7 separate regions of the Mus musculus genome follow, and regions 1, 2, 3, 4, 5 and 6 are each linked to region 7. The links are chromatin contacts, called in public HiCAR-type, HiChIP or PLAC-seq, Micro-C and promoter capture Hi-C maps. All regions are on one chromosome and are shown on one strand. Each heading gives the region's core, a stretch centred on a gene start, on an enhancer-like site or on the middle of the called end of the contact. The rest is flanking DNA. Distances are from core to core; before and after follow the strand shown.

Region 1 (3,767 bases), core at 213-2,712, 950 kb after region 7:
ACCACCACCATCCGGCTGGTTTACACTTTTAATCCCAGTGCTCGGGGAAGCAGAAGCAGGCAGATCTGAGTTCGAGGCCAGGCTAGTCTAAACTGAGTTTCAAGGCAACCAAGGCTACACAGAGAAACCCTGTCTCAAAAAACAAAAACACAAATCTTGAGATCAGACTGAAATGTACATATGCTTATAAAAGCCTTGAAGGTAAATGCCAGTAAATCCAAGGAGAAAAAAAGCCTTCAAAAGCTTGCAATAGGAAGATAGTGCTACAATAAGTTAAAACGTGCATGCTACTTAAAAGTCTTTGCCTGAAAGTTAAAAAAAAAAAAAAAAAAAAAACAGCAAACCCGGCAGTGGTAACAGACGCCTTTAATTACAATACTAGAGGCAGAGATAAAAGGATATCTTAGTTCGAAGCCAGCCTAGACTACAATGAGCTCCGGGAAAAAAAAAAAAAAAAGAGCAACGTAAGATAAACAAAAAACGAGTCATTTGTTCCTCAAAAACTACTACTAGACACACCGCAAGAGTATTTCCTCATCAAATGTTAAAACCACAGCAGTAAGAGGAAACGGACCGACACTTTCTAGGAACAGAAGACAAAGTATGGCAAATGCCCTTGAAAGCCCAACAAACAACTAAAAGCCCTCGGAATAAGCGCTGGGGAAACCTGGCAGGCAACCTTAGGTCAGACTCTGGGCGTCTGGACACCCACATACCTCTCTCCCCGTCCCCTCGCTACTGCATTGTACAAGTGGGAGGGGTTCCCGCCGAGCTCCGCCCCCTCCCCGGTCGGAGAGCCGGGAGGGTGCAAGTGGGAGGTGGCACGGAGCCGACCGAGGGAAAAGCCCGCCCAGGTGACTGAGGCTGGAGGCGGGGACACCGTTCCTGAAGGGGTCCGCCGGGCGGCATGGGAAAGAAGATGCCCCTCGTCCCGTGAGGGACAGAGACTTGGAGTGGAAGAGAGAGATTCAAAGAGCACCTCCTTTAGGTAGAGGCGAGCATCCCCTGCCCTCCACACCCCGGCGGAAGAGTTACTCTAAAGAGGCTTCTTTACAGGACGGGAGGAAGGAGCCGGAGGCCCCGCCCCCGGGCCCGGGCCCGGGCTCGGAAGGAGAGCCTCGTCAGGCCCCGGGCCCAGCCGCCTCGGTGGGCTCGCCCAGCCCCTCGCCGCCCGCAGCCGAAGCAGGTGCCGCCCCTCCCCCCAGCGCGGCGCCCACTCTCCCGCCCAGCGGGCCGCGCGCTCGCTCTCCTCGTGCCCCTGCCAGAGAGCCGGCCCCTTCCTAACCCCGCTCACCTTCGCGAGCGGCTCCGCCGCTTCTCCCCCCGACCCCTCCAGCGGCCACGGTTCTCACACACTGCCTCTGGTCCCGCACTCACTCTCCCTCACTCACTCACACACACACATATACACACACACAGCGCGACCACGGCTCCTGAGCGGCCCACATATTATGCGTCACTCGCAGGCTACGTACTGGTCGCGCGCGCACTCAGCGCGCGCGGGTGTGTAACGTTGGCGCGAGGCTCCGGAGCGGGGAAGGGGGAGGAGCCGAGGGACATCAAAGCGCTCCTGGGAAATGAAGTTTCCGCGTTTAAGGGCGGGGGAGGGATGATGGCGCTAGACCTACCATTAAGCACCACCTCAGCGCATTGACTTCTGGGATTCGTAGTTTTCTTTAAGGCGGAAGTGAAAAGTAAAGGAAGGAATAGATCTTTCTAAAAGCCCGGGCTGCCCGAATTTACTTAATTCTACCCTGTGTCATCTAAGGGCTCAGTAGGACACTGCCACATCAGGCTCGGAAGGATGCCAGGGTCAAAGAATGCATTTCACACAAATGTATTCAGAAACAACTGTACTCGTTAGAAATTCGTCGGTTTTCCTTTGTCTTTCTGTTAAAAACATATTCGACAGGAATCAAAAAACATCAGTTACCATGTATTATATGTGAGGCAGAAAAATGAAAGCCCTTTGGTGAAAACAACTAATCACGGAGGCCATCTAATTCAATTTATCAATTTTAGAGTTAAGGAAAATGAAACCCACAGTAAATGACTTGCCTAACTTCACAAACCAAAGGGAAGCTGCATCGGAAGGATCTGGTTTTGACCCAGCGATTCTGTGTGATAACATGGAAGATTACGATAACTCCACAATTGAGCAGAATCTTGACAAAACCTACCCAGACGTCAGGATTCATGCAACTCACTATTGTTCTTGGCATTCTGAGCGAGTTCTGTGCGTTTCCATAGAGCGATTACAGCCAATACGTTCTTGTGGAAATTATAAGACACTGTGGACCTCTTGTCATGATCAGATTCTACGGCTGTTACTAAGCCTGTATCAGAAGAGTGGTAGTGGCAGTGGCGCATGCCTTTAATCCCAGCACTTGGGAAACAGAGGCAGGCGGATCTCTGAGTTCAAGACCAGCCTGGTCTACAGAGTGAGTTCCAGGACAGCCAGGGCTACAGAGATTTCCCTCTGGAAAAAAAAAAAAAAAAAGCAGGAAGAGGAAGGGGAAGAAGAAGAGACAAAGAAAGAAAAGAAAGAAAAGCAAGCAAGCAAGCAAGCAAGCAAGCAAGCAAGCAAGCAAGCAAGCAAGCAAGCAAGCAAGAAAGAAAGAAAGAAAGAAAGAAAGAAAGAAAGAAAGAAAGAAAGAAAGAAAGAGAAAAGCAGCAGCCAGTATCTTAGGGCTTAAATCCACTACCACCCTACCCCCACCCACCTGAGCACTTCGTTCCTTCCTCACTCAATTATGTGCTTGGAGTAACAGCTGCTTGAAATACAAATTCTAGAGGGTGAATAGCAGTGCTACAGGCATATAACTTGTAATCACGCTCTTGCTACAACACAGCTTTCTCCTGTGCATCTGAAATCTTGTCTCTTGAGCTATAATGACCATTATTTATTTAGACTCTATAGCAGACTTGAATCAAATGGTTTTTTTTTTAAGATTTATTTATTTTATGTGAGTAGCCTGTCACTCTCTTCAGACACACCAGGAGAGAGCATCAGATCCCATTACAGATGGTTGTGAGCCACTATGTGGTTGCTGGGAATTGAACTCAGGACCTCTGGAAGAGCAGTCAGTGCTCTTACCTGCTCAGCCACCTCTCCATCCCTAAATCAAATGTTTTAATTACACTCATTATTCTCAACACCAGGGCAGATAAGGCTAGCCAACTTTATGGAGGAGAAATCAAAAGTAGTAATGTTGAATGAAGAGTTTCGCTGGGCATGGTGTCACATGCCTTTAATCCCAGCACATGTGAGGCAGAGGCAGGTGGATCTCTGAGTTAGAGGCCAGCCTGGTGTACACATTGAGTTCCAGGATAGCCAGAGCTACATTTAGATAGATAATGCCTCAAAACAGACAGACAGACAAAAAAAGATACAGATTTGGGGGCTGGAGAGAGCCTAACATGAAAGAGCATTGGCTGCTCTTCAGAGGACCAGGATTTGATTCCCAGTACCCAAATGGTTTCACAACCACCTGGAAATTCAGTTCCAGGGGATCAGACGCCCTCTTCTGGCCTCTGGGCATCATACATGCATGGAGTGCACCTACATAAATGCAAGTACAACACTTGTATACATAAATAAATCTTTAATTTTTTTTTCAAGACAGAGCCTCGATATCCAGCTCCAGCTGTCCCGTACTCCCCTGTGTAGACCAGCTCTGGCACTGAAATCACAGACATTCCCCTGCCTCTGCATTCCAAGTGCTGCAAATAAAGGCGTGTACCACTGTGACCAGCTACATTTTTAT
Region 2 (3,404 bases), core at 226-2,725, 830 kb before region 7:
CTTTATAATCTGAGTTTTATTTTCTTCAGAGGTGTCCTGATTAGGGGAAAGCCTTCCACCCTCCCTCTTCCCATCCAGGAGCTAAGGCAAGCGTCACAAACAGCACCTGCTTCATTTTGAGGGACACTGGGTGGAGCCCAACCTGGGCACCCTGGGCAGCCTCTCACCAAAGTCTGACTTGCAGGATTCCCTCAGTGGTCCAGTCTGACTGCCGAAGGACCTTCAAGAATATCTTGAATATCTTGGTGCATACCTAGTAACTCCAGCATTTTAAAATATATATATTCAGACACTCCAGAAGAGGGTATCAGATCTCATTACTGATGGTTGTGAGCCACCATGTGGTTGCTGGGATTTGAACTCAGGACCTTCGGAAGAGCAATCAGTACTCTTAACCACTGAGCCATCTCTCCAGCCCTAACTTCAGCATCTGAGAGGTGGAGGCAGGAGAATAAATTTATCCTCTGCTCCTTTCAAGTTTGATGAGCAAGCCTGAACTATATGAGACCCTGTCTGGGTTGGTTTTTGTTTTGGGGTGTTTTTTTTGTTTTTTTGTTTTTGGTTTTTTTTTTGGTTTGGTTTGGTTTTTTGTTTGTGTGTATTGTTTAAAAACAATTTAATAATAAGCCGGGTGTAGTGGTGCATGCCTTTAATCCCAGCACTCGGGAGGCAAGAGGCAGGGGGATTTCTGAGTTTGAGGCCAGCCTGGTCTACAAAGTGAGTTCCAGGACAGCCAGGGCTACATAGGGAAACCTTGTCTCGAAAAAACAAAACAAAACAAAACAAACAAACAAACAAAAAACAACAAGAAAAAAATTTTAATAAAAGCAAAAACGGAAGCTGGAGAGAGGCTCTTTAGCTAAGATCCATCTTGGAGAACACACCGGTTCTAGTCCCAGCACCAACATAGAGACTTAAAAACGTCTGTAAGTCTCTCCAGCTCCAACGCCCCTTCTGTCCTCATATACAGACATGCATGGAGTGCACATACCCATAAACAAACCACCCCATAGACATAAAATGTTTTAGTTAAATAAATCGAACTCGTGGGAACTGCTCTATAATCTCATCATCCAGTGTGCAGTCATTGGCCTCAGCATCCCACTATGTCGTATGTCCCATTTCTATCACTCTCTGACTCCCTTCTCCCAAGAGTGAGAAAATGCCCACTACACTTTCTGGGGCCGGGGGGGGGGGGGGGGGGCGTCTTCTCCCGGGAACCAAGAAACTACTAGTTGCAATGGTGTCTGTCCTAACGGTGCTCCGCTGATGTGCCTCCATGTTTGTGGATGGCCTTCTGCACTGGAGTATATACAGCTCCATAAACGACCAGCCGGGTGTGAGCGAGGTCCCAGGATCTCAGTATGGACCGATGGGTGCGGCTCCGTGTAGGCACAGCATCCCGGAGCACCGTCTCCTAGTGACCGCCGGGCGCGCTGACTCTGCCGTCCGGGTCCCAGCGACTGCGCAACGCGAGCACCCCCGCGGCCCCTCCCCTGGGCGCGCGCGCGACCTGGGCGCCATGGCGGCAGCGGTGGCGACCGTGCAGCGGCCTGAGGCTGAGACAGTCGAGGAGGCCTCAAATCTTCAGTGGCCGCTACCACCGGAGCATCGCCCTTCCGGGGCAGCGACCAGACCAGGCGATAGTGAAGACGCCCCGGTGCGGCCACTGTGCAAGCCGCGGGGCATCTGTTCCCGTGCCTACTTCTTGGTGCTGATGGTGTTCGTGCACCTGTACTTGGGCAACGTGCTGGCCCTGCTGCTCTTCGTGCACTACAGCAACGGAGACGAGAGCACAGACCCCGGACCCCAGCGCCGCGAGCAGAGCCCCCAGCCAGTGCCAACCTTGGGTCCCCTCACCCGGCTGGAGGGCATCAAGGTAAGAACATCCCCTCCTCTCCCGCCCCGAGCGGAGCTTCAAGCACTGCCAAGCCGAGCCAGAAGGAACCGTGGCTCAGCTCTGGGCCACCACGGTGCCCCACGCATCACTGTGTGCGGGTCACGCGCGCGCCTACTTACTTTGCTACTGTCGCTCCCTGACACGGGACTTTTTCTTGAGCAGTGCGGCCTGGCACACCAGCTGCCTGCTGTGTATTTTTCCTTTAGGTGGGATATGAGCGGAAAGTCCAGGTGGTCGCGGGCAGGGATCACTTCATCCGAACCCTCAGCCTCAAGCCGCTGCTTTTTGGTAAGTCTGCAGGACACTTCTGGGAAGGGCCGGGGAGGCTGCAGTGTCCACCCCAAGGCTTCTTTTGACCGTGTGTTTACTATTTTGAACATGGCTGCTTCGTAGATGCGCTCTCTGAATCCAGTTTACTAAAATAGAGCTTCCTTTTCCGTAACCGGACAGAGAGGTTCGTTTTCCACACTTCCCTCAGCGGACCCTTCCATCATAGGCTGGGCAGCACGACCCTGAGACAAATGTTCCAACTGTTTATTGAAGTTATCTTTGGGCAGTCTGTGCTACGAATCTATCACCTTCCAGATCAGGGCAGGGTGAGAGACTGATAACCAGGTGCCAGCTGACCCGGGGGCCTCTGGGGAGATCACATTCCCAAAGCTAATCCTGTGGTCTGATGAGAATCAGGCCGTCCATATTGGAATGAACTGACAACCCTCAAAGCCAGCGGCCCCCCCCCCCCCAGAGGGGCACCATTCAAAGGCCCAACTTCTTGCTTCCAGTATTCAAGATTCTTAGGACTCCTGTCTTTCACCCTTCATGGGCAGAGCCTATTAGGGTGACCCATTTTAGCCACATCACACACAGCTCCTGTTTTCTGAGTTCTTAGTAGATGATAGGCTTCAAACACCTAACCATGGTGTTGTGGAGACCCCCCCAAGTCCTCCAAAGACTATCAATGTCAACATGGGGAGGGCACTATGTCCACAGACCTTGCCTGGGTTAAATTTCTGCAACCCTAGCTGGGCAGTGGTGGCACCTGCCTTTAATCCCAGCACTTCGGAGGCAGAGGCGAGTAGATCTCTGAGTTCATGGCCAGCCTGATCTACAGAGCAAGTTTCAGGACAGCCAAGACTACACAGAGAAAAACCTGTATCAAAACAACAATGACAGCAAACAAACAAAACAAAACAAAAACAATCTATACATGGCCTTGGTGGTGTGAATCAGCAGACCCAGGGCTGCCTTTGGCTGCTAAGGAATGGAGTTTGTAGAGAGCATTAAGAGATCTCTGGATGGACCATGTAGAGACTGCCATATCCAGGGATCCACCCCATAATCAGCATCCAAACGCTGACACCATTGCATACACTAGCAAGATTTTATTGAAAGGACCCAGATGTAGCTGTCTCTTGTGAGACTATGCCGGGGCCTAGCAAACACAGAAGTGGATGCTCACAGTCAGCTAATGGATGGATCATAGGGTTCCCAATGGAGGAGCTAG
Region 3 (3,478 bases), core at 96-2,595, 930 kb after region 7:
GTCCCCATCAAATCCCATCCTCTTCACCTGAATGGACTAGACTTACTCTTTCCATAGCATCCTGATTGTAGGACAGGTAATACAAGCACATGGACACACCAGTTGCAGCCATAGAAGGACGAGGAATTTCCAGTAATTTCTGTACTCCACCATGTGCAACAAATTCTGTGGCAAATTTGTTATGAAGCAGGAGAGATGCTAGGTGCTAAACAATAAGGACACATGTTATAGTGGAATAATCAAAAACATCACAAATTTCTTAACATAATATTAAGCTGCTATAAAGAGCCATGTGAGTAGAGAACCAGGGTCTCACAAAAGAAAAGCTAGAGTGACTGAGCATGGTGGCGCACGCCTTTAATCCCCGCACTTGGGAGGCAGAGGCAGGTGGATTTCTGAGTTCGAGGCCAGTCTGGTCTACAGAGTGAGTTCCAGGACGGCCAGGACTACACAGAGAAACCCTGTCTTGAAAAAAAAAAAAAAAGAAAAGAAAAGCTAGAGTGAAGGGAAAATAAATAGGAAAAGGGGATGTAAGTGAAAGAAAAAGAAAGGCTAAAATTCTACAACATCCATCTTTCCTTCCTAATACAAAAAGTATTCATGTTTCAAAGACCTGTCAGGGTAAGGAGGAAGGATAGGAATAGAACCCAGGGCCTTGCTAAACATGACGCATACAAACGAGCTACACCCTCAGCAAACCAAAGGTTTTTATGCGGGTAGAAAACAAGAAATGGGGGCTGGAGAGATTGCTCAGCGGTTAAGAGCACTGACTGCTCTTCTGAAGGTCCCAAGTTCAAATCCCAGCAACCACACGGTGGCTCACAACCATCCGTAATGAGATCTGATGCTTCTTTTGTGGTGTCTGAAGTCAGTTACAGTGTATTTACAAATATATAATAAATAAATAAATCTTTAAAAAAAGAAAAGAAAACAAGGAATGGGGCCGCCTGTAGTATTCTTATTACTGCCCACCATTGTAGGGTATGCAGTAAAATAATAAACCTGGTTTGGGGTTTTTTTCTGTTTTTGTTTCTTTAAGTTTCTACTCTTTCTTTTGCACATGTGAAGAGATGAAAAGTCCCAGCTATATAATCCTGCTACCATGGAGCTACCTATTGCCATGCCTTCCTTGCCTTGCCTTGCCCTGCCTTCCCTATGTGAAGGACTATATTTTATTCCTTCAAACTGTAAGCAAAATAAACTCTTCTGTTGTGAATTTGGTCTAACGATTGTATTATGTTAGTTGGGTTCCCAAAATTGCACGAGAATCTGCATGTAAGACGCTGAGGGTCCCTACCTCCAGTTGGTTCTGATTGGTAAATAAAGTTGCTGGCAGCCAATGGCTAGGCAGGGAACAGAGGCGGGACTTTAGGATTTGAAGACAAGGGAACCAAGAGAGGAAGGAGGAATTAGAACCGCCATGATAGGAGAGAAGAGCAAGCCTGAAAAGTATAGGACAGAGACAGCCAACATGTAAGAGTTGGGGATCATGGCCCAGGAGGGCTGTAGGCCTGGGTCCGGGGCAGTCAGGATAGAATATAGGTTTTAGTAAGTAATAATTCAGGAATAGAGAAAAGGAAAGCATGCTAGCTGCATGGAGGTTTAGAGTGGCCCAGCCATCAAGATGCTTAAGGTATAGTAAAATATAAGGCTGCATGTATGTGTCTTTCTTTTGGGAACCAAGAACAATGGGGCGGGCAGCAAGGAATGCTCACCGACACCACTGCTAGGTTGATGTGAATAGCATTAATTGCCTACTGCTACATCTTCCATTAAAAAAAAAAGTCAAACAAACAAAAGTAAACTACATGTAACAGTGCTGGCCTAGTTAGTAGACAGGAGAGCCATACTTCATGGCCAGTCTAGGGACTTTGTGTGACCCTGCCACAAAAATGAGAAAAGTTAAAAGAGCTGAAGAACACAAGTTCCTAGTAGAGTACTTGCAAAGCATTAAGGCCTAGGTTAATTCCCAGTACCCCACAGACACAAAGGGTGATAATCCTGGTTCTAAGCAATGGCACAATTTTACAATCATTTTATCAGTACATGACTTTTGCTAACCTTCCCAGTTTAATTAATCAGCTCAGTGTTCTAAACGAAGTTCAGTCACTGACTTTATAAAGTTCAAAATGGGGGCTGGTGAGATGGCTCGGTGGTTAAGAGCACTGACTGTTCTTCCGAAGGTCCTAAGTTCAAATCCCAGCAACCACATGGTGACTCACAACCATCCGTAATGAGATCTTACACCCTCTTCTGATGTGTCTGAAGACAGCTACAGTGTATTTACATATAATAAATAAATAAATCTTTAAAAAAAATAAAGTTCAAAATGTTTTCTTTTCAATATAGCCCCAAATAATAATAAAAAAAATTTTGGAACAAGGATTCATTATGTGTCCCAAGCTAGCCTCCACCACCCAGATGCTGGAATTAGACTCTCAAAGAACAACCTTAAGCAAAGTATCAAAGGGGTAGGATTGGGCTGGAGAGATGGCTCAGCAATTAAGAGCACTGACTGCTCTTCCAGAGGTCCTGAGTTCAATCCCCAGCAACCACATGGAGGCTCACAACCATCTGTAATGGGATCTGATGCCCTCTTCTGCTGTACTCACATACATGAAATAAATAGAAAAATCTTTGTCTGTTTTTAAAATAAAAAAGGGGGAGAATAGGATTTTGATGTATCAGAATGCCTTTCAAACTATTAAAACTTCAAATTTTTAGATGCTTCATTTACTTATCATGTGAGTGGCTGTGGTGTTATGTGTGGAGGTCAGAGTACAGGAATTGGTTCTCTCCCTTCACCATGTGGTTCCCAGAGATCAAACTCAAGTCATCAGGCTTGGTAACACATGCCTTAACCTCCCAGTCATCTTAATGGCTCTAGATACTGTTCTTGAACCCACTGTCCCTGCATCCCCAGAGCTGAGATTTTCAGAATAAGCCACCACACCCAGATAAATTTTTATTTCCTGCTCAATTCCTACAGCCCCTCAGAGTAGAATGTTCTGTGTAACTTTAAGGATGCCATATATAACAAAAGTGTGAGGATTCTTCCTATTTCTGAACACAGAGCCTCAAGAGAACTAGAGCTCCCCCTCCTATTTCCAGAAGAGACAATACAGATTTGCAATTACAGACTTGGAGGATTAAGGTCAACAGCACCATTAACAGGTATATACCCTCTTCAGACATTTTCAACACCTAGAACTGGACTGCCTTACATAAAATTCAAATCCCTTCCTTCCTTATGCTTTTTCTATCACACATGCCTCTACCATTCTTCCACCCAATTTGTGCCTCAACTCACCTAAACTAGGTTTGTAGCCACATGGTTTTCTCATGCCATCCTGACAATCACCATCACAATATGTGTAGAAACAGAATAAGTAGGCTTAACATATATCAAGAAACCTAAATTGAGGGCTGGAGCGATGGCTCAGAGGTTAAGAGTACTGGCTGCTCTTCCAAGGGTCCT
Region 4 (3,540 bases), core at 873-3,372, 920 kb before region 7:
GCAACCAAAGAAAAGTTAAAGAGGGAAGAACACTTGCAGGCAGGAGCCAGGAGTCTGCAAACAACCTTGCAACACAGCAAAGCTGACAAAAAGATAGCCATCGCTGTCATCCAACTCCAGAGTTTATTATTCCAAGTGGGAGTCCTGCGCTCATTAATACTCTGAAGGGAGGCTCAGCGCTGGAACAGAAAATAAAAGGGCTAGTGAGATGGCTCAGTGCTTAAAGCCACAGGCTGCTCTTCTAAGGAATGCTGTTTTAATTCCCAGCACCTACATGGTGGCTTTCAACCATCTGTATCCTCTTTTGGCCTGAGAGCTGCCTAATATAGTATGCATATACATGAGGCAGATAGACAAACACATAAAGAAAAATAAATCTGCCGGTGTTGGGCATAGATTGCCCATTTTTAATCCCAGCACTACTCAGGAGGCAGAGGCAGGCAGATCTCATGAGGTCAAAGCCAATTTGGTCTACATCATCCAAGGCTACACAGTGAGACTTTGTCTCAAAAAAAAGGGGGGGGGGATTAATTAAAATTAAAACAATTAAAGCAGGCTAACTCTATTATGTTAATAAAGCATAAGTGGAAGCAACCGAGGAAATAAAATTGCTCTTTGACAGTCTTACTTAAATCAAATGAGTAGAATGTTACTTGTATACTTCCCTGCAATCAACACTGGAATCGAGGTATTGATTATGCTCGCCAGTTTGATTCAATTGTTTTAACCATATCGAAACTTGGAGGAGGAGGAGGAGGAAGAGAAGGAGGAACGCATAATTAACTGGACACGAATAAAATGGCATAACTGAAATTTCCTTTACATACTTGAGCAAAGGGAGAGAGGAAATATATATATAGGTAAAACAATAGTGAAAATATTGATAACTGTTGAATGTGAGCGGCAGGCAGTATTGGGGGAGGAGGTTCAGCTACTGAATGTGAGTGACAGCATTTAGGGAGGGGCTCAGCTCATCGTTCCTCTTATGTGTATGCTTATAAGGTTTTCATTGAGGCAGAGGTAGATAGTTGACCCCAAGTTCGAGGTCAGCTTGAACTACCTACTGAGTTCCTGCTTAATCAAGGCGATCGGCCTCGTCTCCAACAGTTTTCAGCAATAACTCTTCCAAAACGGAATTCTTTGCAAATGAAATGATCATCCGGTTTATTCGGGGCGAGCTGCCGGGTGCTGGTGCTCTTGTCTTCGGAAAGCAAGCAGGCTATGGGGTCTAAGGCAAAGAGGCAGAGCAGCTTCTGGCGGGACCGACTCAAGCTCCGCGCCACCACGCGGACCAAAGAACGCGCACGCTTCATTCAAGGCAGAATCTGACAAATCACTCTCCGTGAACGCTCGGGCTCAGAGAACCGCGGAGCTCAATTTGGAATGCTCACACGCCGGGGAACCCAAGCAGCTGGGCTGGAGAGCTCTCGGGTCTCGGCCCAGGGTAAGGCCGGGAGCCGAGCCCAGGGCACCCCTGGTCGGCCCTCGGGTCCCTCCCTGAACCCTTCACTCGGTGCCCACATCGCACCTCGGCCTTGCCCCGCCCGCCTACCTTCCAGATCGGCATCTTCCGAGTCCGAGTCACTCTCCCCGTCCTCCTCGATGACGGGGACTGCGCTGGACTCCTGCGTGTGAAAGGTCGTCGGGGAGACGATGAACGTGTCTGATTCCTGGCGGCGGGCCTCGCGCAGGCGTGTGAAGTACTCCACCGCGAAGTCGACGAGGTCGGGCGGCTGCTGCCGAAGCACCTCCACGGTGTAGCCCTGCAGCAGCTCCGTGAGCCCCGCGGGGATCTGGATGTGGCTCATGCCTGCGACGTCCGAGGGGCCCGGCGGGTCCGGGCGGCCGGCGGCTGCAACCTGCGCGCTCCCTCACGCCGGCCTGTCACTCCGCGCCCGCGGTCTCCCGCGCGGCCCGTCTCGGCCTTCCTCGCGTCGCGCCTTATTCTGGCCGGGTCTGAGTTTGTTGTGCGGGCCGCGCGACCCTTCCGCTAGCAAGCCAGCCTGGCGCCGCTGCTGTTGTCACCCGGCCGCAGCCGCCGCCGCTGCCGCCGCCGCGCCGCCGCCGCCGCGGGGACCGCCGGGCAGGCAAGCTGGACGGGCGCGGCAGGCGCCCGGGTTGTGACGCACGCGGCCGCGGGCGTGCGCGTCCCCGGCCAGGAGCTGGCCCAGAGTGCGCGTGCGCCGCTGAGCCTCCCGCTCTCGGAGCAGCCCATGGTCAAGGTGCGGGAGGCCCCGGAGATGAGGAAAGAGTGGCCCGGCTGCGAGGCGGGCTGGTTAGTGCGTCTCGCCTGGTCACAAAAACCTTTCACTCATGCTTTCGGAGCATGCTGCGAGCCTCTTAAAGGAGTGCCAGGGTCACTGAAGTGACACAGGACCACCTCACCTTGACCCCTGCTCTAGTGGAGGGCCAGAGGGCTTACTCTAGGGAACGACATTAATGCTAAGCCTAAAGTACTGAGCAGGTTTGCCCAGAGAACGATCTGGAGGAAAGTCCTGTACAACAGGAACAAAGACCTAGTCAAGTCAGAAGAACCACCTTGACTGACAGGTAGAACGATGCGTGCCTGACTGCCTGAGGTCCTAAGGAGTCTAATATGACGTCGTGAGATGTCAAAGGGGGAAGGCTTTGTAGGAAGTAAAAGTTTCAGTGAGATAGTCACTTGTGAGCCTCAAGCAGAGAAATAACCCTGAAAGAGCTCGCTCAGCCGATTGTGGGCAGTAAGAAAGCAGAATAATGCCAGGAGCTGGACAGACCTCGGGGCTTGTTCCTCCTTTTGGACACTTCCATCTTGGTCTTCAGGCCTAGACTTAGAGTCCTCCTTCCTCCCCACTCAACCCTGGGCCACACTACTTGGTGAAGTTGAGCAGACCACAGACCGTGTTGTCTTTTGCCTTTGGGAAGAGGGCAGAGGTGAACTAGAGAGGCACCTGCTGTTCCTCAACTTGTTTCCTCCTGTCACCAAACTTGAACAAAAGAAGTTACAGACCTTTCTGGAATATCCAGCCTAGGTGCTGGCCAAAGAGCCAGCGAGAATACTGTTCTCCCTCTCCCTGCCGGAACCAGCCAGCAACTCGTGAGCTTGGGAACCTGAAGGGTATTGGGATTGTTAAGCACCACCTGGTAATTAACCAGTATTAATTAAGATCTCCACTAGCACCGCCCATAAAGGCCTGGCACAAACCCAAAACCTCAGGCTGCTGGGAACTGAGCTGTGTATGGTGACAGGGGAACACCTTACTGAGGTACTCAATGTAGGGGCCAGTCCAGGCTGTAAGCTAGGTAGACCTGAGACTACAAACAGCTATGTGTCCCTGAATGTATGTTGAGTGGCGGCGAAGCAGTATCCAGCATGCTGGCTGGAGGCACTGACAGCATACTTGTGAAGACTGAATGAATGAATGAATGAATGAAGAAGGAACAAATGATACATTTCAGCAACAAAAGAAGCAGAAACTGCTCTCCTGACTTCAGTCTCATAATATGTATCATTTCTTTCAAAGCTGCTACATAATTCAAGTCTAGCCTGGGTTACATGAA
Region 5 (3,738 bases), core at 774-3,273, 880 kb before region 7:
CTTTAGTTTCCAATCTTTTACTGCCAGGACCACCCATCCAGAGATGGCACTGTTGATAGTGGGCTGGATCCTCCTACATCAATCATTAATCAAGAAAATGTCTTCGTTACAGGCCAATTTAATGAAGACATTTTATCAATTGACGTGAATCTTCTCTGTAAAAGCAAGTGGCACAGTTTTTTTGTTTTGTTTTTTTGTTTTTTGTTTTTTGAGACAGGGTTTCTCTGTATAGCCCTGGATGTCCTAGAACTCACTCTGTAGACCAGGCTGGCCTCAAACTCAGAAATCTGCCTGCCTCTGTCTCCCAAGTGCTGGGATTAAAGGCGTGTGTCACCACTGCCCAGCTACTTTTTTTGTTGTTGTTAAAGATAATTACTGATCATGTACCTCTGGCTGCCTTGTTGGGCAGCCTGGCACTTAGTATGTAGACCAGGTTGGCCTGGAACTTACTTTCTTTTTTTTTTTTTTTTTTTTTCTCTGTGCAGTCCTGGCTGTCCTGGAACTCATTCTGTAGACCAGGCTGGCCTTGAACTCAGAAATCCACCTGCCTCTGCCTCCCGAGGCCTGGAACTTTCAATGATTCCCCTAGCCTTTGCACCCCAAGTGCTATTCTTGTTCTAGCGACTTTCAACATTTGATTACCCCTGATTTTGATTCATGACCCAAATTTGTAGATATTTTAAGTAGATTGTGTGGCTGCACACATGTGAGTTTGTAAGTTTTAGGTCTGTACAGAGCTTCAGGTTATCCAGGGATATATAGTGAGAACTTTTCTCAAAAAAGAAAAAAAAATTTTTTTTTTAATTTTCTGTTTACAAGTATGTGTGTGCCGGAAGAGGTTCAAAGAGGGCTTCGGATCCCCTGGACATTATCAATAGTGGGCAAGGACCTCAGGTTTCTGGAGAGAACAGCAAGAGCTCTTAATGGCCCAGCCAACTCCCAAGTCTCTTCAGTTATATTTTTTCCAAGAATTACATAAAAGAGGCTATTACACGGTCTTTTTTCTTTCTGCCTCACTTTTCCGGGTGTCTTGAATACCAATACATACACTCCAGAAAAGGTAGAACTAGGTTATCTACAGATTTGCACGAACATTGATTTACCTCACAGTGCCTCTGGCTTCACTCCAGTAATTAACATCTCGATGGAGTTGCTACTTGAGCGAGCCTCCTATCAGTCCACAACAAGGCTTGGTGACCAGAACTTGGTGACTGGAGTCCTAATGCAGTCTATATCGTGGGTAGAAGTTGTGCAGCGAAACACTTACGATGTATGAATCTCTGGGTCTGGTAATCTAGCAAGGCAAACCAGCCTTGGCTATATAGTGAGTTGCTTCTAAATATAACCACACCAAACAAAAAATACCCGTCGTGAAGGTGAGTGGAAGTCGGAGAAGTGGGTGGCTAGGGGGATAGTGTCATGAGAAACTAAAGTCTGATTGCTCATGGGCCAGAACTTCCTCCTAACGTACGTAGAAATTCCGAGTATGGCTCATGTCAAACCATAGTTGCCCGGAAACTATGATCTTTTTAACCTACTCCAGTGTTGCCAGAATGTCTTCTCACGCTGTTCGTCAGAGTATAAACAGTGAAGTGGGTAGACGTCTGGTCAGGGGAAAAAAAAAAAAAAAAAGCTAAAAATACCTCATCTAAGGGTCTGATGGCTCAGTGGGTAAAAAGCGCTTACTGCCACGCCTGACAAGTGTTTGATCCTCGAAACCCACATGGTGGAAGGAGAAAAACTGCTCCCGGAAAATTGTCCTCTGACCTCTTCTGCACGCGAGCCGTGCGACACACACAAAATACACGCAAGAAAACCTAAAACTAACTATCGAATAAAGACACTGGTAGGCTATAACGCAGGAAACAAATTCCTACATCATTCCTTCAAAAGCGAACGCTCAGTAGTTCCTCCCAGGGGCTCTCGCTAGAGGATGGTGAGGAAGCGATTCCAACCGACTACGCAGTCGTCAGAAGCCTGGGAGCCTCCAGGGCGACCGCAGGTCGACCCCTACCGGAAGTGACGCGCGGCGCAGAACACTTCCGGAGCTGCGGGGGACGGCTCTGCCGGAGGAAGCTGCGCGGGCCTGAGCCGCGTCCGCCGGCTGCCTCCGCTGCCGCTACGCCTCCGTCAGCCTGGTTTGGTCTGGCTTGACCTGGTCCGGCCGGCCTGGGCTCTGCGGCCGCGAGGTCGCGGCTCCCGGTAAGTGCGCGGCGGGAGTCGAGGCCTTGTTTACTCTTGACTGGCCGCCGGGAGGGGGGGGATCCCCGCGCGTTTCGCCGGCGCGGTCCGGGCTCCGCCTTCGCCGCCGCTTGCGAGGCCGGGCCGTCCCAGGTCCCGACGTTCCCCGCCGACTGATAGGCACTCCCGGAGGCGACAGCCCGCGCCGGCGGGTGCCTGGCGTCTCTCCTGGGTTCCTCTTCCTCGTTGGCTCTTTAGCTCCCCGAGAGGTCGGAGGCCAGGGCCTCTGGCCCGCGAGGCTCGGGTGCGCTCGGGCCTGCCCTTCTGGGCGCTCCAGGCGAACGCACCGCCTCGGAGGCTCCCCGTTTCTCTGGTGGTTGGGAGCTTTGGCAGCGCCAGCCGCACTGTTTGTTAACGCCCGTCCTGGGAAAGGGCCTCCCCGCGCGTGGGTTCCGTGTCCGCGCGAAGACCGGGGCGCCTCGCAGAGACGTGCGACCGGTCACGCCCGACGCCACTGGTCTAGCCTCAAGAGAGGCGGTGGTGTTCTCGGACGAGCTCGCCTTAGTTCTTCTGTTTGTTACTCTGTCTCGTAGAACTTTCTGTCGGCGACGAACACGTTCTAGACCTTTGCTGTTCAGTATGGTAGCCATTAAGCCACACACGGCTTTCGTGTTGACATGTATGTAGTTAGTATATCTGAGAAACTACATTTGACTTTTTAAAAGTAAACTAACTTTCAATAACTCCATGTAATCGGCGGCTACCTGCCATTATTAGGACAGATGCGGTGTCGAGTTGGTTGTTTTTAGACAGTGTCTACATAGTCATGGCTGTCAAGGAACTCACTGTGTAGACTGGGCCGAACTCGAACTCACCTGCTTCTGCCTCTCAAGTGCTGGCATTGAAGGCTTGCACTACCACGCCCGGGATGCTGCTGAGTTTTTAAACAAGTTGCTGATTCATATTTTTCAGCCAAGAAGTTTTCTTCGAAATGTAGTTAATAAATGACTACTGAGGGCCAAGTGTTACAACTGGAGTTAAACATCTGTGCGACTAGCCAATTTTTTTGTGTTCCTGTCAACTTCAAACTAAAAGGTCTTTATCCTTTTGTATGTGGCCATGTCTTGGAAACCAGCTCAAAATGAGTGGCAGGTTTTTTTGAAGATGACTTTAACTCTTGGAAAAAGTACTAATTTTGTACCATTTCTCTCTGAGATAGTCATATTTAACATCTTGAATACTTTGACATTAAGAAAATAACACATTGGCCCTTTGAACAAAGTCAGGATTCAGTTTTCTTGCGTGCTTTATTTTGAGACAGTGTCTCCCACTTTTTTTTTTTTTTTTTTTGAGACAGGGTTTCTCTGTATAGCCCTGGCTGTCCTGGAACTCACTCTGTAGACCAGGCTGGCCTCAAACTCAGAAATTCACCTGCCTCTGCCTCCCAAGTGCTGGGATTAAAGGCGTGCGCCACCACGCCCAGCCAGTGTCTCCCACTTTTGATCCTCCTGCTGACACTCCTAAGTTGGGGATCCCAGAATGTGCCACTAAGCTCAG
Region 6 (3,724 bases), core at 950-3,449, 880 kb after region 7:
CCTGCAGCCTCTCCTGCCCAGCCATTTACTCTCCTGCTCTCCCTGCAGACAAGCAGATTGACCTGAGCACAGTGGACCTGAAGAAGCTCCGGGTGAAAGAGCTGAAGAAGATCCTGGACGACTGGGGGGAGATGTGCAAAGGCTGTGCAGAAAAGTCTGACTATATCCGGAAGATAAATGAACTGATGCCTAAATACGCCCCCAAGGCAGCCAGCGCACGGACTGATCTGTAGTCTGCCCAATTCCTGCTGCACCTGAAGGGGAAAAAGCAGTTTATCTGTCTCTTCCCCAAATAACCATTTTGTAATTTATTTTTTAAGCGGGCTCCTGACAATGAGATGTGAACCTAGAGCTTTCCTAGTGATGCTGGCTCTGCAGTTCCCTCTTGCCCATCCCCGAGTGGGGACAATTTCCCCATCCCCAAGTGGGGACAATTTACTTCCTTCTTTGCTGGTTTACTCTAGGACTTCAAAGTTTGTCTGGGATTTTTTTATTAAAAAAAATTGTCTTTGGAGAGTTGAGCTGGCACAGTATTCTGTCCTATAGATTACTGGTTTATCTTTCCAGTCTGAAAAGATCCCTCAGCCTGCCAGTGCTGAGGGCCTGAAACTCCCATAACAGGACTTAAGAGCTTGGGCAGCCAATGTCTTGTGGGTTTGGGCTTCTGGGTGTCTGATACTTCAGCCTGGTGAGGTTAGACTTGACCCCTGACCCCCACCCCCATCCAGTCCAGTAGCAGGGGCTGAAGGTTCTTGAGCTGCTGTTAAGTCTAAAGGACATTTACATTTGGCTCAGCCTATGCAGAAGGAGAACTGTGAGCTGAGTACAGGTGGTCAGACCATAGCGTATCTTTACCCCGCCTGGTACTTAAACTATTCATTCATCGGGGTTCCAGTCTAGCATCAGAACAAGGACCCTTGCTTACCTATATTTTTGGCAAAGTTGGCAGGAATCGGTTTACAAAGAAGCAGTGTGAGCTGGTTGTAGTGGAAGGCCTGAGGGAGTTGTGTGCACTGTGGTTTTCAGTTGCTCCCTTTGCTGGCACTTGTGAACTGTGCCTCAGTGGGGAAACTTTGCTCCTGCTGCCTCCAGAGATAATGAGAAAGGAGCAACTGCTAAGAAGTTATGTTTTCCAAAAGGCTCGTCTTAGCTATCTTCTTGTGTGGTCCCCAAATTCACTTTGCATTCGCAGGGCCTTACATGAAGCCCTCTGCTGTTTCTTCCAAGTTCCTCCTGCACTTTCTCCTCCTGCTGGTTGCTTTCTGCTTATGGGAGGAGGGAAGAGCTGGGTGCGTTCTTCGACATCCTACAGATGCATCAATGATCCAGCAACCGTCTGTGGAGAGCATAAGCCCTAGGGGCCTTTGAGTACTCTTGCCGGTACTTCACCTCATCTCCTGGATGTGGTCAGAACACTGGCCAGCAGTCTGTCAACTTGGCAAGAAGTGATAATGGCATTACCTGCTCTTTACCCTTGGCTCAGCAGCCCCACCTTCCCAGCCTCCTGTCCGCCCAGACACCTACAGCAGAAATTTGGACCCAGTGGCACCAAGATGCCTGTCTGTAGGTTGCAAACGCATTCTAGTTTCTGTACCTGGACCCCGGGGAGGTCTCACCTGTGTCTATCAGGACAGTGCCTGAAGAATTCGAATGCATAAGATGCCTGGATGTGGGTCCTAGGCAGGGTGTAGGCATCCTTGTGTGTCTATTTTCAAGGGGGCCAACTCTGGTCCTAATCAGAAAACTCCATGGAAGGAAATAGAGTTTCTTCAATCTAGTGGCAGGTTGGAGTGGGACGCGCAACACTTGGCTTCGGGCCAAGCGGCCACACCTGCTCCGGTGGGCGTGGCCCCGAGGCGGAAAAAGATAGGCGGACCCGGAGTAGCAAGCAAGCCCTGGAGCACAAAGCGAAAGCGCAGCCGCGGCCTGCCGAGCTCGAGAGGGAATCTGCGCGCGACCCAGGAGCCGGGTGCCTGGGCTCCGGCAGCCACGCGGCGGCGCCAAAGCTCGCAAGACAGGCCGCTTCCTCTGGTTGCCAAGATGTCACGTGGTGCGGGGCCACGGAGCTCCGTGATAGGCAGCGAGCGAAACTCTCGGCCCGCCCACCGCGGTCACGTGTCGCGGCCGGCGCAGCTTGATAACGCAGCGCCGGGCCCCTCGGCGCCGCTCCCGCCCCGCCCCGCCGCCGCCGCCGCGCCGAGTCCTTTTGTCCAAGATGGCGGCGCCGGGGGCGCTGCCTCCTGGGCCGCCGCCGCCGCCGCTCTGAGGGACCCGCGGGCCGCCCGCCCGCCCGCCGAACCGGCGCGATGAAGCGGCAGAGCGAGCGAGACTCCAGCCCGAGCGGGCGTGGCTCGTCATCGTCCGCCAAGCGGCCGCGGGAGCGCGAACGAGAGGCAGAGGCGGGCGGGCGGCGGGCAGCGCACAAGGCCTCCGGCGGTACCAAGCACCCGGTCCCGGCGCGGGCTCGCGACAAGCCCCGCGGCAGCGGCGGAGGCGGCGGGCATCGCGACGGGCGCGCTGCCGGGGATGCGAATCACCGGGCGAGCGGCGGGCGCTCCTCGGGCGCGCCCGGAGGCGGGGGACGCACCGGCAAGGCCTCCGGGGACCCGGGTGCTGGCGGCGCGTCGCCCCGCGCATCTCCACTCCCGCCGCCCCCGCCGCCCCCCGGGGCGGAACCCGCGGGTCCGGGCTCCACCGCGGCTCCGGAGTACAAGACGCTCCTCATCAGCAGCCTGAGCCCCGCGCTGCCGGCCGAGCACTTGGAGGACCGGCTCTTCCACCAGTTCAAGCGGTTCGGGGAGATCAGCCTGCGCCTGTCACACACCCCGGAGCTGGGCCGCGTGGCCTACGTGAACTTCCGGCACCCACAGGACGCGCGGGAGGCTCGCCAGCACGCCTTGGCCCGGCAGCTGCTGCTCTACGATCGCCCGCTCAAGGTGGAGCCGGTGTACCTGCGCGGCGGCGGGAGCAGCCGGCGCAGTAGCAGCAGCAGCGCCGCCGCCTCCACGCCGCCCCCCGGGCCTCCCGCGCCCGCCGACCCCCTGGGCTATCTGCCCCTGCACGGTGGCTACCAGTACAAGCAGCGCTCGCTGTCTCCGGTAGCCGCCCCGCCCCTGCGGGAGCCCCGCGCGCGGCACGCCGCCGCAGCCTTCGCCCTGGATGCTGCTGCCGCGGCGGCCGTGGGACTGTCTCGAGAGCGAGCCCTGGACTATTACGGGCTGTACGACGACCGCGGCCGCCCGTACGGCTACCAGGCCGTGTGCGAGGAGGACCTGATGCCGGAGGATGATCAGAGAGCCACTCGAAACCTCTTCATCGGCAACCTGGACCACAGTGTTTCTGAGGTGGAGCTTCGACGGGCCTTCGAGAAGTACGGCATCATCGAGGAGGTGGTCATCAAGAGGCCTGCCCGCGGCCAGGGTGGTGCCTATGCCTTCCTCAAGTTTCAGAATCTGGACATGGCACACAGGGCGAAGGTGGCTATGTCTGGCCGGGTGATTGGCAGAAACCCCATAAAGATAGGCTACGGCAAGGCTAACCCCACCACCCGCCTCTGGGTGGGTGGTCTCGGACCTAACACCTCGCTGGCGGCCCTGGCCAGGGAATTCGATCGCTTCGGGAGCATTCGGACCATCGATCACGTCAAAGGAGACAGCTTTGCCTACATCCAGTACGAGAGCCTGGACGCAGCCCAGGCTGCCTGTGCTAAAATGAGGGGCTTCCC
Region 7 (3,559 bases), core at 767-3,266:
TCCAATACTGGGACAAAACATTTAATCGTTTATTTTTTTGCCACATAATCAGAGAGGTGATTGGTTGGGTTGGTTTTAAAAGACTCATGAAAGTGATTATGTCACTGGGTTAGGTTGGTTTTTTCGAGACAGGGTTTCTCTGTGTAGCCCTGGCTGTCCTGGAACTCACTTTGTAGACCAGGCTGGCCTCAAACTCAGAAATCCGCCTGCCTCTGCCTCCCAAGTGCTGGGATTAAAGGCGTGCGCCACTGCGCCCGGCTTACTATTTTTATTTGTCTCTGCGTGTAGTTTAGGTGCATTTAGGGCCAGAAGACGGCATGGGATCCCTGGAGGTGGTATTATATAGGCTTGTGTGCTACCTGATACGAGTGCTGGGAACCAAATTTGGATTCCCTGATAGAGCAGCAAGCACTCCATCTCCAGCTTTTAAGTTTTTAAAATGAAAGACTTAAGATTATTTTATTAAAACTTTGTTCAATAATATATTTGCTTTTTTGTGTTGCTTAAATTAGAACAATTTCCATTGTCTTTGGTACATCGACTACCAGATAGCCTAGGATATATAGTCCATCTACTCACAAAAACAATTCTACTCAACAGACAGACACAATTGAGAGGATGCCATTCATCCCTGGATGGAATCTGTCTAGGGATAGGGGAGTAGCTTTTGAGTTTAAAATTGAATTGGCAGCATGGTGGCTCACCTTTAATCCCAGCAACCAGTGAGTGAGTTCTTTATATCACCCTGGCTTTCCTGGAACTCACCTTTTTAGACCAGGCTGGCCTTGAACTCAGAGATCCAATTACCTCTGGGATTATAGGCATGGATCACCACACCCTGCTATAAGTGGTTTCTATGATCTGCAGACAAATGTATATTTTCTGCGGTTAAGTGTGTTATATATACTCAACCATAATTGGGCATATCTTAACATTTACATAATTGTATACTGAGAATACATAGATACAAAAGAAAGATGTTGAGTATGTGTTCCTTCAGCTGTGTTATCAGGCATTTCTAGCCAGTTTCAGTCACCCTAATTCCTGCACACCGTTATTCTTATCAGACTTGTAATCCCAGAAGGAGGTGAAAACTGGAGGGTCAGAAACAGTCCCACACTAAGGAGATGGATCTTGGTCAGTCTACATTGTGAATTCCAGGCTAACCAGAACTATAGAGACCCTTTCTAAAGAAAACAAAAGGGAGGGAAGGGAAGAAAAATTAAAAAAAAAAATGAGGGAAATCTGCTCCCTAATAACTACATATGCAGAGGACAAGTTATGGCAACTGGATGACAATATCTCCACAAAAAGCAGAGAGAGGGGGGGGGGGAACCTCTAGGGTTTTGTCTGTTTTGTTGGATTTTTTTTTTTAATGTGTAGTTGGGTGATGATTTGGTTTGAATTTGGGCTGCTTTGCATTTACTTATTGTTGGTGTATTTGAACACACATCCATGTTTGCCACATCAGAAGACTACTCTCATGCGTGGTTCTCTTTCCATCCTGTGAATTGCAGGGATGGAACTCAGGGTTTTAGGCTTGGCAGTAAGCCTTACCTGATGAGGCTATCTCACAGGCTTGGTTTTATTGTTGTTTTGTTTGCTTGTGGCAGGGTCTTACAACAAAATATCCCTATTGTTCTGGAGTTCATATTCTAGTGCTGGCATGGCTTCTGAAAACAAGCTAGTTCAGTTTCCAGTTTACCGAATTATTAGCTCTGTATGTTTGTAAAACGACTAGGGAAGTAATCCGTAGTATGCCTTCTCTACGAACTGGATTATACGTTTTACAGTGTGTCAAGCGCTGGTAAAGTTCACATCCGGGTTCTCAGAAGCTGAATGGCAGCTTTGTCATGGAGCAGATGAAATACGCAAAAAAATTAACGCAGGGTATAGTGACAGGCTGCCTGGGCGACCACACTTCCCGGCAGCCCTCGCGCAGACCGGCACCCTCGCTGATTGGACGCCTCTGGAGAGGCGGGTAGGATGGGAGGTGGGGGAAGGTCGACGCGCGAGGGACTGTGGGTAGGAGAAGACGGTCGGTGGAGACGCCATTTTGTGGAGCGGCCGAACCTTGTAGGAGGTTCTGGGGCGCAGAGCCGCTACTGCTCCTGCTTTGTTCCCTCTGTGGGGGTGAGTGCGGCTGCCGTCCATTACACCCCAGTGATTTTGCAATTGGTGCTGTCCCTTAAGTCTGCCTGTCAGCCGCCAGAGGTGACCGCTCAGCCGAGTCTTTGAAGAGACTAAACTAAGCAAGCGCTTGAGGGCCGCGCCCCTCCTCGCCTCTGGCTCTGCTGGCTTTCATAGGTTGCCCCCTAGCCCGGTCCTCGACCCGCCTCTTTGGAGTTGTTTGTCTCTTGCTGGGACGTTGTCCCGAATCCCCTGTCGTGCGGAGCTGTGGAGCGCCTGGCAGTCTCTTAAGCCATCATCGCCCTGAGTCTCCAACTGAATCTCGCTGTGCGAAAGGTGGTTGGGAATGGGTGTGGGGAGGGATGGATGGAAGATAAGAAAGATGGACTGAATGCCGGATTCAGTTGCGCCGCCATCTCGGCTGCGATACCCCGCGGAGGTGGGCATGGGCAACCTCCCTGGGAGGTGGGTGCGGGCATCTCGGGCGAAAACAAGGGACAGCCGTAGCCGTTCGACCCCGGAACTTGACCCACTAGATGTCTCTTATTTTTTAAGTCAACGAATGTTTGTTAAGTGCTTGCTTTAAAAGACCAGATTCTAGAAATGGCAGTAACTATAGTTTCTGGGACATCACAGGCATCATAGCTGTGTGATGTTTTATTACGGCCAATCGGCCGGGGAAAGGCTGTGGGTCACTCGGTGGCCTGTTGTCGATCAGGGCTGGTCCAAGACATAGGTGTTATTGATACACAGATATTAAGCCGAGTCAAGGTTTGGTCTTGTCTTACTGAAATAAATTGAGATCAGGCGATGTGTTATATATGTAAATTTCAATCAGATCAGCATTCCAGCTTCTAAGTTTTTGTCAGAAAAATTTGAGATCGTGTTACAATTTTAGTGTTGAATTTTATATTAACGAAGACAGTTGGATGAATGCTTTAATCATTGTCCATCTCAATAAATAGCGTTGCTTTGGTTATGAAAATCAGGAGCTTTTTGCTTTGTAATTGTAGTGGGAGTGTCCAAGGTGTCTAAAGCCTTCACCCTTCTTGAGTTTCTTATTGAATATATGATCTTAATATGTTAAAGTGACCTTCATCTTCCTGCTTCTTAACACAATTATGACTTAGTGTTGACAGCCTCCTTTTCCTTCCTCTTTTTAGTCATTGTTAAGTATTAGCCACAGTTTCTATCCCAGTTTGTAGGGTTCTTGAATTAAGTGATCTCTGAAATTTGCAATTTTTCTCTTTCCCACCCCTAGGGGAAAATTTAAGCCTTTTGAAGCAGTGTGCTAGCTCTTCCGTGAGACGATGGGTTCAGACAAAAGGTGAGTTTCAATACATGACATGCCTTTGATCTCAACAGCTTAGTTGGGACTGAAATATTTGTTTAAAATTGTTTATTCAGCCCTGTGTGGTGATGGCAGCTT

Evidence for each region. Promoter capture Hi-C pulls out the DNA fragments that hold promoters and counts their contacts. Hi-C and Micro-C count contacts between places; a contact is called where the count stands out from the background. HiCAR-type assays count read pairs that join an accessible place to other places. HiChIP or PLAC-seq counts read pairs in DNA pulled down with a chosen protein or histone mark.
Region 1: a HiCAR-type map of astrocytes shows a contact between it and region 7, with 2.2 times the contacts expected there. The contact joins the promoter of Dcaf1 here to the promoter of Rbm5 in region 7. A contact is called at or near these places in 2 of 484 Hi-C or Micro-C datasets (cardiomyocytes and pre-megakaryocyte-erythroid progenitors), 3 of 115 datasets of contacts at active chromatin or transcription factors (astrocytes, embryonic stem cells and memory CD8 T cells) and 2 of 9 other capture datasets (adipose tissue and pancreatic islet).
Region 2: a contact with region 7 is called in an H3K27ac HiChIP or PLAC-seq map of large pre-B cells, with 7 times the contacts expected there. The contact joins the promoter of P4htm here to the promoter of Rbm5 in region 7. A contact is called at or near these places in 1 of 39 promoter capture datasets (cranial neural crest) and 1 of 115 datasets of contacts at active chromatin or transcription factors (large pre-B cells).
Region 3: a contact with region 7 is called in a Micro-C map of embryonic stem cells, with 6 times the contacts expected there. The contact joins the enhancer-like site here to the promoter of Rbm5 in region 7. A contact is called at or near these places in 2 of 39 promoter capture datasets (cranial neural crest and hippocampal neurons), 18 of 484 Hi-C or Micro-C datasets (the G1E-ER4 cell line, cardiomyocytes, cerebellum and 6 more), 2 of 115 datasets of contacts at active chromatin or transcription factors (astrocytes and embryonic stem cells) and 2 of 9 other capture datasets (embryonic stem cells and pancreatic islet).
Region 4: a contact with region 7 is called in a promoter capture Hi-C map of liver, with 3 times the contacts expected there. The contact joins the promoter of Prkar2a here to the promoter of Rbm5 in region 7. A contact is called at or near these places in 1 of 39 promoter capture datasets (liver) and 1 of 9 other capture datasets (adipose tissue).
Region 5: a contact with region 7 is called in an H3K27ac HiChIP or PLAC-seq map of microglia, with 7 times the contacts expected there. The contact joins the promoter of Arih2 here to the promoter of Rbm5 in region 7. A contact is called at or near these places in 3 of 115 datasets of contacts at active chromatin or transcription factors (astrocytes, memory CD8 T cells and microglia) and 2 of 9 other capture datasets (adipose tissue and liver).
Region 6: a HiCAR-type map of astrocytes shows a contact between it and region 7, with 4 times the contacts expected there. The contact joins the promoter of Rbm15b here to the promoter of Rbm5 in region 7. A contact is called at or near these places in 1 of 39 promoter capture datasets (pre-B cells) and 2 of 115 datasets of contacts at active chromatin or transcription factors (astrocytes and large pre-B cells).

What each region holds. Positions count from the first base shown.
Region 1 is chr9:106,819,619-106,823,385 of GRCm38.p6, reverse strand. Dcaf1 (DDB1 and CUL4 associated factor 1) reads right to left here and starts at 1,462. Exons shown (of 24, transcript NM_001373930.1): 1 at 1,295-1,462.
Region 2 is chr9:108,595,683-108,599,086 of GRCm38.p6, reverse strand. It overlaps P4htm (prolyl 4-hydroxylase, transmembrane (endoplasmic reticulum)), which reads left to right and starts at 1,475. Exons shown (of 9, transcript NM_028944.4): 1 at 1,475-1,879; 2 at 2,107-2,188. The coding sequence starts at 1,523.
Region 3 is chr9:106,840,863-106,844,340 of GRCm38.p6, reverse strand. It overlaps Dcaf1 (DDB1 and CUL4 associated factor 1), which reads right to left. Exons shown (of 24, transcript NM_001373930.1): 9 at 47-205. Among named protein-coding and RNA genes, the nearest start is that of Dcaf1, 21 kb to the right of the region's middle. Within about 2 kb of position 1,345, at least 1 of the 459 cell types and tissues checked has an H3K27ac peak or open chromatin away from gene starts, as enhancers often do. A contact at or near this core is called in embryonic stem cells, where this site is marked.
Region 4 is chr9:108,690,725-108,694,264 of GRCm38.p6, reverse strand. Prkar2a (protein kinase, cAMP dependent regulatory, type II alpha) reads right to left here and starts at 2,122. Exons shown (of 11, transcript NM_008924.3): 1 at 1,553-2,122. The coding sequence starts at 1,808.
Region 5 is chr9:108,647,693-108,651,430 of GRCm38.p6, reverse strand. It overlaps Arih2 (ariadne RBR E3 ubiquitin protein ligase 2), which reads left to right and starts at 2,023. Exons shown (of 16, transcript NM_011790.5): 1 at 2,023-2,202.
Region 6 is chr9:106,885,550-106,889,273 of GRCm38.p6, reverse strand. Rbm15b (RNA binding motif protein 15B) reads left to right here and starts at 2,199. Exons shown (of 1, transcript NM_175402.5): 1 at 2,199-3,724. The coding sequence starts at 2,307. It overlaps Manf (mesencephalic astrocyte-derived neurotrophic factor), which reads left to right. Exons shown (of 4, transcript NM_029103.4): 4 at 49-521. The coding sequence ends at 233.
Region 7 is chr9:107,769,459-107,773,017 of GRCm38.p6, reverse strand. It overlaps Rbm5 (RNA binding motif protein 5), which reads left to right and starts at 2,016. Exons shown (of 25, transcript NM_148930.3): 1 at 2,016-2,133; 2 at 3,392-3,457. The coding sequence starts at 3,441.